Regions from separate parts of the Zea mays genome. Here region 2 is linked to region 1. Evidence: chromatin contacts called from public Hi-C data. All regions are on one chromosome and are shown on one strand. The core of a region is the stretch at or near the end of the contact, and the rest is flanking DNA. Distances in the headings are between cores, read along the strand shown.

Region 1 (6,167 bases), core at 1,293-3,792:
TCGCCGATATCGCCTCTCGAACACTATTATTGATTTGGTGTCTTCTTGAGTGCTGACATTGTAGTAGAGGAAGTTGCTTAATGAGTACATACACATAAAAGATATGAAGTTGTGCAGGCCTACAAACAGCCTAGTTCATGTCAAATGCAGGGAATTCCTAATTACAACCAAATTCGAGCTGTACCGAGGACATTTTAAGGTAGGGAGGACGTCGTGCGCAATGAAAAATGGAGCTTAATTAAGCGGAGGAAGGCAGAGGGAAGTGGGCTAAATCACTTGTTTAAGGATGCGGAGGAGGCGTGTCTGCGCTAAGGTTATGGTTAGCAGATCGTGTATATTGAACATGCAAAACACTGTTTTACGCTGTAGACTATATTTTGTAGAGTGGAGTTTGAAGCAGTAAATGAGTAGGGGTAAGGTGCTGAGCAGGTCGTCTAAATACCACTCCTGCTGCTGCTCGTGAAGCAGCTTTGGAGACAGGCAGGCCCCTGGTGGTGGCTCGCCTCTCGGCCGCTGGTCTCGATCTATACAGTACTACTCATGTCTCCGAGTCCTCGCTCCTCGGCTGCTCCGGGCCGGCGTGCGGCGTGGCCATTGCCCGCGCGCGCGTCTCGAGATGGCACGGGCACGGGGACGTGCGGTGGCAGGCGGCAGGCGGGCAATCAGCTTTCGCGCCTGGTCCCCTGAGACGCGCCCCGCGGCCGTACGTACGTGGGCGTGACTGACCCGGTCCGTCGGGACGCGCTGCGACGCGACACCCCCCCCCCCCATGCGCTGCTGAGCGAGGAGAGGGGCAGGGGCAGCAGAGCAGAGGAGGGGGCCTTTGACCACCCACCCGTGCGCGCACCACCCGCACGAGGGCCGCATTCATTTCGTGTCGTCGCATCGGTCGGGGCCCCCGCGCGCGCGCGCGTCAGCACGGCGGTCAGCCACCGTCGTGCGTGCTGCGCATGCATGCATGCATCCTCCGATCCCCGTCCAAGGTTCCAATTCCAAGCCGATGGAGCTTTTATATAGTGTATGTACTAGTACGTACCGTACCTGTGCTGTACCCGGCCTACTTATCATTTCAACCAGTGGCAAGACGACAACGCGATCGATCTCCATCCATCGCGCACCAGGTCGTGCCTGCAGGAGCAGATGCGTACGTGCGTGCCTCCATAATATATGTTTCCGGTGATATGATAGAATCTGTCCTCGGTCAACTAATTAACTAGTAAAAACACCATTCACGAACTAATAGGAGTATACTACTTGTAAACATATATACACAGTGCATTCAAACACCCCTTAGGCCTTGTTTGGGTAAAAAGGGATTGAAGTAGATTGAAGTGTATTTTAGGGATTAAAAAGGAAATTAGTTTATATTACACTTCAATACACCTTATACCACCTCAATCCACTTCAATCTAAGATTACCCAAACAAGCCCTTAGTATTTTCTATACCATCATTATGTTTAGATCACATGTGGATATATCTGATGACTGAATTAAAGTGCTGCTGAAATTACCTAAATTTCTAACAGACTGTAGGTGCAAACCAATGAGCACTCACTCAATGTCGGTTGATGTACTATTACTCCCAATTAAAGCTTTGAATCGAGGGCGACACACTATCTATATCGGTCCAAAGCAATCGACAGTGATTTATCTGTTTCGTGGTACCATATGCATGGCTAGCTTGTCTACGTGTGACGACCGCATCTAAAAGATTATTGGATATTTTTAGAGACCACCTCGTCCTTAATTAACTCGTCTCTCTTAATGATCAAGAATCTTACTGTTTTCTAAATCTTTCATTATTAGGTGCTGTTTGGTTACATAATTGCAACGTGATGGGTAACGGATAACATTAAATCATGTTTGTTTAATTCCATCTGTAATCAGATACCACACTGGAAATTGATACATGTCTGTATTCAAATTTATTACCGATATCACTTGAGTGTGGATTATTACTATTGTCATTTATGTTACATTGTGTGAATCAAACAACATCACCTTATTGTAGTTCCCTAGACCTGATCAGTAAAGACGTACATTTGATTGCACCCCAAACTTTATTTGTACTACACAGTGATGTCGCATCGCCATTAGCGGCCAGAAGAGCATATACCCATACCAGCAATATATCAATATGTAGGGGGTACTGTGCTCTCGTTCATGCACGGATCGAAGCAATGTAGACTTGCTCTAGCTAGGGGACGTACGTACGTGTGGGCATGCATACACGCCCCGGGCCCACACTACGCGTAGAGCTACACATAACACATGCGTACGTGTGGCGCTTTAACAGCAACGCTCCAGCCGTCGAGCTAGCTAGCGCGTAGTAGTAGTACGTGCGTACGTGCTACTAGCTCGTTAGCTAGCTAGCTAGTGTAGCAACCAGTACGCGTACGTATACGAGCACCAGCATCTATCGTCGTCGCTGCATGACTGCATGCATGCACGGCAGCTGCGCCACGCCCACGCGCTGGGCCGGGTGGATCCATCCATCCGTGACCATGGATGATAGATGATGATATCGAGCTAGCTGACGAGGGTGGTGCATGGTCTACAGCAGTCTACACTCTACACACGTACACGCACAGTCGCACAGTGATGGCTGGCAGCTGACATGCATGCGCGCGCACGGGTGTGAAATCGGCACAGCACGCGCTTTGTCATCTCGTGTCGTGTGCCTCTCTTGCTAGGGATAGCTCCTGCACTGCACTGCACCTACGTTGTTACTCCGCCCGCTTTCCCTCCATTCGCTCCAGCATGTACAGCGTGCATGGGTGACCTCTGTACCCTGTTGTTTGGTCTGTTTCTAGCTTTTCTGTCATACTCTCTCGATCGGTTCCAAAATAAAAATAAATGTATTTCTAAAGTTCTAGTACAAAAAAGATTAATATTCTATAAAAATATAGTCATTGCAAATAGAAAAAAAAACGTTGTAACTAGGGGCAACTATAATGAGCAGCAGCAAATTAATAAAATAAGTTTTCTCACAACCTACGTCGTTCTGATCCATCATCTCCCTGCCAATGCCAAACTAACAACGAACGTGCCACAGCAGGCAAACCGATCGACAGATAAATCCTCAAAGAGCTAGCTAGGGCGCCGGCCGGCCGGCCGGAGAGCAGTCACAGTCGTCCGGCCGAGCTGTGCTGGAAACGAGAGATGAACAACGTGTGCTTGTTCCGCTAGCTGTTGGTGAACTGCACGGCCGGCCGGGTTTCCCATTCGGGGGAGCTAGGGAGACCGGCCGTACGCGGGTGTACGTACCGATTCTTGGCCGTATTGTCCAATCAGACCAGGGACCAATCATGCACACACATATATATATATATGCACGAATACGTCGTCGCACTTGCATAATTCGATGAAAGGGACGATGCATGTGCACGCACGACGGCACGAGGGTTATTAAGATCGATCTATGCACGTCATATCACCGATCGCGCACTAGCACTATCGGACATAGCTGTTTTATCGAGAGTATGACTGATCTCGACAAAAAGTGTCATCGAAATATACATCGGCAACATTTTCTTTGTCGAGTACTTTTTGTTGGTACTTAACAAAGTCTTTGCTGAGTGCCAACGGGTACTCGCAAAGAAAAGTCGTCGTCATGACGCAAAGTGAAGGTCATAGAGTCTTTGTCGAGTGTCCTGTCGACACTCGACAAAGAGGTCTCCCTCGTCTACTGGCACTCACTATTCTGGATTTGGACCTCGGTGTCCTTCCATGTAAACGTCAATAAATCGAGGTTCAATATATACACGGGGTGTAGATATTGTATGAAATCACAACCATATGGCAACCATATAAATCCACGAGTGTGTAGAGGCCCAAAATAAATACTACTTCGTTACCCCGAACAAACTCAACATATACACAACTTTGCTGTAAGGATTCAAAATATTTCTATAACAGAGCATGTAGAGATTGTATGAAAGCACAACCATAATACAAATGTTTCTTATATCAGAGCGAGCTTTTAATCTTGGAATTCTTAATTGTACAGAATCTGTTATGGCAAACTATTAAACTTTAAAGATGAGTGACAAATTGCTTTTTAGTCGAGCTGTTGTGTTTTGAAACAAAATATAAACATTATACTTATATAGAACAAGTCAAAACACTGAGACCTTACATACAAATCTGGATTTACAATCATCAATGAAATACAAGGGGCATAGTAACATTATGTACATAAATACAGGGGGCATTGTACATAAATCTTATGATAATTAACACAAACTAGTGGCGGTGCTGCCAAGCGAGGGCACGCACGGTGAGGGTGAAGGTGAGGCCGAGGCCAAGGAGGGCGACGGCGAGCTGGCAGCGACGCTACCGAGCGAGGACGCGTGACAGCGAGAAGGGCGATGGCAGGTTGGCGGTCGCGCTGCCGAGCGAAGGTGAGGGCGCGCACGGTGAGGGTGAGGGCGAGGCTGAGGAGGGGGCAACGAGTTGGCGATCGTGCATGGTGAGGGTGAGGGCGAGGCCAAGGAGGGAGACAGTGAGCTTGTCGTGACGCTACCGAGCGAGGGAACGCGAGGGCAATGTCAAGCTGGCAGTGGCGCTGCTACCGAGCAAAGGCGAGGGCGCGTGAAGGCGAGGAGGGGGATAACGAGTTGGCGATCGTGCATGGTGAGGGTGAGGGCGAGGCCAAGGAGGGAGATGGTGAGCTTTTCGTGACGCTACCGAGCGAGGGAACGCGAGGGCAACGTCAAGCTGGCAGCGGCGCTGCTACCGAGCAAAGGCGAGGGCGCGTGAAGGCGAGGAGGGCGACGACACTGCGGTACGAGGGGGAGAACAAGGATGACGGCCATTAGGGGGTGAGAGAGAGGCGAGTCCATAGTGGGAGAGTTGAAGAGATGTGTGGGTCAGGCTTTTTAGGGATTTTGGGTTAAGTTCCATGGTTTTAGTCAGACCAACGACCTTAAGTTATGTTTGTGGGTACGACATTCTTAATTTGTTAAGTTTGACAGTTTTAGTCCTGGTGCACGAACTTAAGTGAAGAATGTGAGCTTGACAAAATAAAATTGTAGTTACACGTCTAGATATATTACCTTTTATAGGTTTGGACAAAAAATAGATACATTAGTTTAATGAGTAGATTTTTAAGTTGCTTAATTTATCCCTTCCTCTTTTGATACCATGGTCCCTTCAACGTGGACTTCAACTATGGTACAATGACAATAAAAAGAGTAGCCTAGACCGAGATGGACATGTCACCAACCGTGATATGTGTACATGAGATCTGCAACACGGCGACCAGTAAATTATGCAACGCTCGTGTCTCTCGATCTGTTGCATGGCATCGTTGTTCACGAAGGGTTTTTTTTATCTATCTCCCTCTCTCCCTCTTTCTCAGAGTGAACTTTTCTCTGATCGATCAGCCGCAGGCTCCAAAAGAAGGTCATGAAGGACCACAAAAAACAATGTGCATGCATGGATCGGGTATGATGGGGCGATCAATGCAAGATGTCATCTTATAATCCCGGCCTGTAGCTAGCTAGCCACCTGCCAATGCAATAGTGCAGTGTACGTACGTGCGATTGCGTTACGGCTGTCCTCTAGAACCTCCCAAAAGACGTTCCGATTTGACCTGTACAGAGAGCCAAACCGATCATGCGCATGTCCTGTGGCCATCATCATCGCCTATTAGCTTAGCAACAACCGCTGGATGGAGCCATGGCCCATTTTTCTTTCTTGCTACGACCATGCATCATGCATAAGCAGAAGTCCCAATCATCTGTTGTGTATGGTACGTGGTGGTGGCTATGCTTGCTTTTGTATAGTTTATTGTTGCATGATGCGAACCAGTAATTCAGTCCACACAGCTGATCGATGACCACATGTACACCATTTGCCCGCGCCATCCATTAATTATGGATGTAAATGGTACGGATAATATCTATCGTCAGTATTCGAATTCAGTCTATCTAAGAGATTTAAAATCCGATCTGTATCCGTCCGAATCAGGATTGGACGAGTAATAACAAATATGAAACCAGTAATATCCGTCCGAATCAGGATTCGAGTACACAATTTGCCCGCGCGATTCCGTAATCCTTTGTGCGACGTGGCAGTGCCGCATTGGACGAGCTCGTGTGTGTTAACAAATCAAATCAGTGGTCGTCAACGATTTGATGATTATTGGGCTTGTTTACATTGC
Region 2 (6,167 bases), core at 1,975-4,474, 99 kb after region 1:
CCTGCTCCATCTTTGTGGTCAATGCATCAAGGCGTGCCAGGATGGTGTCGAGTGTGGTGCGAGTCGCCGTTTGAGCAAGGTCAAGTTGGTTGAAACGCTCGGTCGTCGAAGTGATCGTTGAATCAAGCCGTTAATGCATCGTCCTAATGTCAGCAGCAAGTCCATCAACTTGTCCCCTTACTTCCTGCAACTGGGCATCCACCATGTCGTGTGCTCCTGCCATAGTTAGCGCAAACACCAAAACACCAAAAGGAGAAAAACCAACGACAAAAACAGGGGTGTACTGCTCACAAGGCGCTCACACTAGTGCTGTTATCAAGTTCTTATCCGTTCTTACCAAGCCACAGTGGTGAACTGCAATCAACAGGTGGAACCGGTGAAAGATTGGATGAGCGATTGCGTGGAGAAACAGAAACCTGCTCGTCGTAGAAATATGTGGAGTTGTGGGTAGGCTGCACTCAAGTCAAGGATTAGCACGATCAAACAATAATGCAAAGTTGAATTATAGTGCAAAACACGAAACTATATTGCTGGCCACAGGTGCAAAGGATGGATGGAACTAGCAGAATGGCAGTACCGTAAATATTGTACTAGTGATGCCAAAAAGGCACTAGTAGAAATCACAGGTGATTTTGTTTTTCTTTGTTTGTATAATTTTTTTGATATTTTTCTCAGCACAAGAAGCAACAAGATAGGAGCTATACGCAGTTTCACCTAAAACAGATATCAGATGTGGTCTATAGAAAATCAGGAAGTTCTCTGAAAAGCGTGCGAGAACGTTGACGAATTTTTTTCTTTATTTTCCTGAATTTTTTTGACAATTTTGTCGAAACCAAACAGACCAAAGGTGAGTTTGGCCGGGCTCAGAATGGTGTCAACAAGCTCCTGTAAAAATTTCAGATTTTTTGGACACCCGAGCGAAAAGTTATGCCCGGTTTACGGAAGGTACCTCAAGTTATGTTTTAAAAACTACCGGGATGAAACAACCGTATCCTTTCTCCTTCGTTTTCTTTTTTTTGTTTTTGTTTTTTTATGTAACCGAAGGAGAAAAACAAGGAAGCGGTCGTTGACTCGGTTTGTTTTTTTTCTGTTTTTTTTCGTAACCGAAGGAGAAAATCAAGGAAACGGCTGTTGACTCGGTTTGTTTTTTCTGTTTTCTTTTTGACGTAACCGAAGGAGAAAAACAAGGAGACGATGTTGACTCGGTTTGTGGCGTGATCAAACGGGAGATGGTGGCGGCGCTAGGATTTGAATGGTGGAAGAACACAATGCAACCAGCAACAAGGAAACGCGAAAGCACACAAATTCAACAATGCAGATTATTGAAAGAAAGTGCGAGGCTCAAAAGGGTGCTGGGATAAGATCTAACCTGAATTTTTATGTGGTTTTGTGGACTGTAGGAAAAAAAACGCTCGATAAACTCACCGATCAACCTGGAAATCTGATACCAATTGATGTAGCTGAGGTGCCCGATCTTTCGGCGAGTAGAGATAATTCCGATTTGGCGGAAGATGGCCCTTGCGATCCGACTACGACGAGCAAGCCCGAGGCGCCAATGCAATCGCTGAACCAACTCCCTGTGGTTACCGACCTTGCTGATGCGAGATCGGCCTGATCACGAAGATCGTTTCCTGTGCGCAATCGAAGAACGAACAAGAACAAGATGCGAGCAATCTAATCTATTACTCGAGGGTGGAGTTCTGAATACACGAAGACAGCGCAGATTTGCGCGTGTTCGAGAGTAGCTAAGGCTAACGTAAAACAAAACTCCGAAAATAAAGGAGGCGCAGCTCCTGAATAAATAGAGAGGGGGCGCAGCCCCTAGGGGCGGCCAACCCTAGGTCGTCCATTATGGGCCGCAATTGGGCTGGTCGTCTATTCTTCCGGGCCTTCGTTCTTTAACAACATGATGTAGTTCAATTCTCTTGCACGGGCCCGAGTCACTGGCCCAGGTGGAAGGGGTGGCGCCTGGGCTAGAGAAGGTGCTGCTGGTGTAGATGTGCTCGTGTTGGTGTTGATGTCCGCATCACCTACCCTATCACTAACGGGTCGGCGTCAACCGTCCACTCTGTAACGGTCCAACCGCAGGGTGGCGCATAGGACATCGTAACCCGAGAGCGGATGAGAATATAAAGGAAGGAATTTGGCACATGGACGATCGGACAATCCGACGTTGTGGCCCGGTCAGTCTGTAAGAGTAGCCCGAACAGTCCGCGATTAGATTAATTTAGGCTGGAGTTCTTAACTCTTGCATGGTTATCGTAATGACCTATGGGAAACTGTTCCTCTTCTATAGGGTCTCTATTGGAAGGCGAGATCTAGGTTATACATGAAGCCCTCTGCGCCATCCCGAACGGTCCGCCGTCTACATGCAGACGGTCCGTGTACCTACAAAGAAGAGTGTAGTTATCTGCTCCACGACGGACGAACTGGTGTTCAACCGCGGATCGTCTGGTGACCTATCACGAATCGTCTGGCTCCTCGCAGAGAGGTCCCCAAGATCTCATTCTTCGAGAGCGCGATATAGAGATCATTGATGTTTGGATAAAAAACGTCAACGAAATGGGCAAACTTTAGTGCTACATATTTTTTTTAAAAAAATACTAGAAAACATTTATTGAATAATTTGACTTTTACAATTTAACTTATAATAAATTACTTGTCTCTATTATACTATTCTTCCCATTGGTGCAGACTTTTATTGAACCGTTTCAAAAACGTCACATCATTTTTTTGTCTATAAAACTATACATCATAAGTTTCATATAAAAAACTCTATCACCTTCTATAAACTCTCTTTCTCTCTCTCCTTATGAATCTTCGTGTCATCATACTTGTTAATATGATGGGATATCTAATGAAGATAAAGGTTAAATGAAATCACTACAGGGATAACCTTGTGCATCTTGCTTCGAGAGAGCTGTAGTTTTTATTTCTAACCATTATTCCGTTTATCAATTCATGTAGCAGTTTATGGTCGTTCCATGTAGCAGTTTATGGATTCTTTTCCCGGTTGAAGGAGGTTTGGACTAGGCTGAAACGAGACGGCGGGGCCCCATCGTTGTCACAGCCAGTCTACTCCGGCGGCCCAGCCCACGTACAGTCGAGCAGGCGATCTCGCACCCCTGGTCGCCTGGTCAGCAGTGAGCAGTCAGCGGCTGCGCGCCGCCTCGTCGGGACTCGGGGGCAGAGCTGGGGCTATCTCTTGAGCTGGTGGTCAGGTACTCAGGAGGTCATCCATGATCCATCCTGATTCTCCCTCGTCCTGCTCCCCTTTCCTTGGCCGGCCGGCGCGCGGAGTGGAGGTCGACCGACATTGAATTCCCTCTTTCCTTCTTTGCCGCTCAATTGCCCCCTTGCTCCGCGGGAAGCTGGCCACCGGTCCTGCCTGCGCAATCCATTTTGTTCGTACTATTATTGTGTAACCATTGTGCTCCGTGGAGCCGTAGAGGTGGAGATCTGGGTTGCCATTTCCAGTAAGCACCCTGATTTGCTTACTTTTGCTCCGTCCGCTATATGTCCTGGCCTCCTGGGTATTCTTCCTGATTTCACTAGGATTTCACAGGACCCTGGCCGCGTCCGCTGCGATGGGTCGAAGCGTCTGGGCGGTTCCGTTGGCTTCCCTTCTTGCGTTTGGTTTGGTGCTCGGCTCCGTCGAGGCCAGCCTCGGGGATGTTGATCCGCGTTACAGGTGAGCTGCATCTCTGTGTGTCTCTCCTCAATCTCTACTTGTCTCCAGCAGTACTAATTAGTTATGCACCGATTATTTTCTGTTGCTCAAGACATGAAGCAAAACCCTGCTTGATCTAGATTCTTGTAGGAGGATTTCCGATTTCATAGTCCCACTGTTGTTATTGTTAATCCGGTAAATCTTGGACAGGACATAACATCTATGGTCTGTTTATGACATGTAAAGATAATGATGTGTTAGTGTGTTACCGTTTGAATGTGGCTGATGACTACTCCCATGCTAGCTAGTTTGCTGCATAGTAATATATCAATTTGAAATAGGGTCCCTCAAAATAGATCACACGCGCACAGCTGAATCTCTGCGGCAAACGGTCATTTGATTAAGTTAACACTTGCTTTCTATGCCAAGTGGAACATGTATCAGTGTCTTATGAGACGAGATGTGAAGCAATAAGGCATGAGCTTTACTAGAACAACTTGATTGCCTGGTGTGTAATTTTGTAACAACGAGTTGGTTCTAGGATCCTAGCAAACATTACAACATCAACTTGGAAATAAGAATTTGGTTAATTATGTCTTATTTGGATTTGATGACATATTATGAACTAAACTTGCTATCTCTACACCTAAAAAGACTCTGACGTCATCTCTTGGTGACACCAAATCTTGATCCTTGCTCATGTGTCCGTGTTCGATATGAATCATCCTTCATTCACAGCTCATGTGTTGTCGTCCTACCCAATTTCGATACGAAAACCAGATCTCACGTCCGCATCCAATTACTGAGGTTTATGGCCATGGTGCAGTACACAGGCATATATCTAGTGTACCTAGAAAAGCCAAAGCAACTTACAATTTCGGACAGAGGGAGTACTATTTGTGAGAATGCAATAAGTTTTGAATTTATTGAATTTGACCCTATGACTTGTATATTGTGTCCATTACATTACTAGGCTTTTGAGGCTTGAGCATTGTGCCTGATAAAAACACTGCACGAAGGAAGCCTGAACCTTTGATGAGTTTTGCTGGGCCAGGTTGTGATGGAAGGGAAGCCCTAGTTGTATTGGATAGGAAGTGATTACATATTTACATATATATAGAGACCCAGGATAAACCCTAACCCTAATGGGTCGGGAGCCCAACAGTGGTGCCAACCCGGCTACGGATACATATAGGAAACACACACTCTACCCTCCCCTCGTAATCGCAACGGCAGCACCGCAAACGATGAGACTGGAGCATAAGCCGAAGGTAGGAGCCGACGGGTTGAAATCCCTCACAGTCGCAGTGCTGTGAGGGTGCAAGTGTTGCGGCTGGAGCAGAGGCCGATGTGCACTCCATGCAGATGATAGCCCCTGGATGCCGAGGTAGCTGAAGTCGAGGTGGTGTGCAGCCTCGTTCTTCGAGGGGTAGACGTTCGAGCGTCAACAGTCGGCGGGGCGACACAATAAAAGAAGAGCAGCAGCAGACCGGGGACCTTCTTGCTTCTTCTATCATCCGGTCGTCGAGGGGCCTTGCCAGGGAGGCCAGCGGCAGCACACACATCTGCGTCGGTCAGGATGGTCGTGCCTGCGGTTGAATAGAAGGGGTATCGCTAGATCCGGCCTTGGAAGACCACGACAGCGTCGGATCTAGCCATGAAGACGGCGATCCGGCCAAAGGGACGACAGATCCAGACGGGAAGGTTGCGGCAGCAGTGGATCTGGCCAAGAAAGCCGTGACAGCAACGGATCCAACTGTGGCGGCGACGAAGAATGGGGAGGGAAATGGGGCGGGTCCAACCGGGCAGTGGCCTGTACTGGGCTTGGCAGGATTGGTTTGACGCCGACGTTGAAGGAGAGACGCGGGGCGCTGCTGAAGGGTTAGGAGATGGCCGGCGGTGGCGCTGTGGAGGCAGCGCTGGCTGAAGGAGAGGCCGCCACACGCGTTGGAAGAAGGGTCGGCGCTAGGAGGACGATAGCGACACCGGAAGAGTGGGGTTGGCAGCACTTGTGCCGCCGAAGGTGAAGGGAGCCGCGACGGGGCGTAGGTCGGTCGACGTTGTCCCGAGGGGGCTCGTGCAAGGAGGGGTCATGGAGCACTAGGGGGCTCGCGTAGGGAGCTGGAGAGGGGGTGGGGCTGGGGAAGACTCCACAGGGGGAGGGTGCTGGGCTTGAGCCGGTGGCGGAGGCGCCAGATCTGGCCTGTGACGGCACCGGTGGGGGCTTTCCTGTTGGCGCCCAACGGCGACCGCAGCAGCGCTGTTCCAGGCGGCGCGTCCACAGCGGCGACGTGGGTCCGGGCGGATACGCCAGCGACGGAAGCAGAGGTCGGCGGCGCGCGAGGCCATGCAGACCGGCAGCGGCGGCCCTGTCGTCCCTAGGGAGGAGTAGGGAGCCTGGCCGAGCTCCATGCCGGCGCTTGGGAGGTGTAGGGGCAAGGCCAGCGTCAAGGAAGAAGAAGAGGTCGGCGCGTCCGCGCTGGGGGTCCGAGCAGGC

The links. A called contact is a pair of places that touch in the nucleus more often than the background predicts.
Region 2: a Hi-C map of ear shows a contact between it and region 1, with 4 times the contacts expected there. The contact joins the promoter of LOC100274102 here to the enhancer-like site in region 1. A contact is called at or near these places in 8 of 25 Hi-C or Micro-C datasets (ear, endosperm, leaf and 3 more).

The regions. Positions count from the first base shown.
Region 1 is chr2:41,150,744-41,156,910 of Zm-B73-REFERENCE-NAM-5.0, forward strand. No RefSeq gene overlaps it. Among protein-coding and RNA genes, the nearest start is that of LOC100274102, 98 kb to the right of the region's middle. Within about 2 kb of position 2,543, at least 12 of the 20 cell types and tissues checked have an H3K27ac peak or open chromatin away from gene starts, as enhancers often do. A contact at or near this core is called in ear, leaf and tassel, where this site is marked.
Region 2 is chr2:41,249,088-41,255,254 of Zm-B73-REFERENCE-NAM-5.0, forward strand. It overlaps LOC100274102 (Per1-like family protein), which reads left to right and starts at 3,225. Exons shown (of 6, transcript NM_001148481.1): 1 at 3,225-3,476; 2 at 3,566-3,691. The coding sequence starts at 3,588.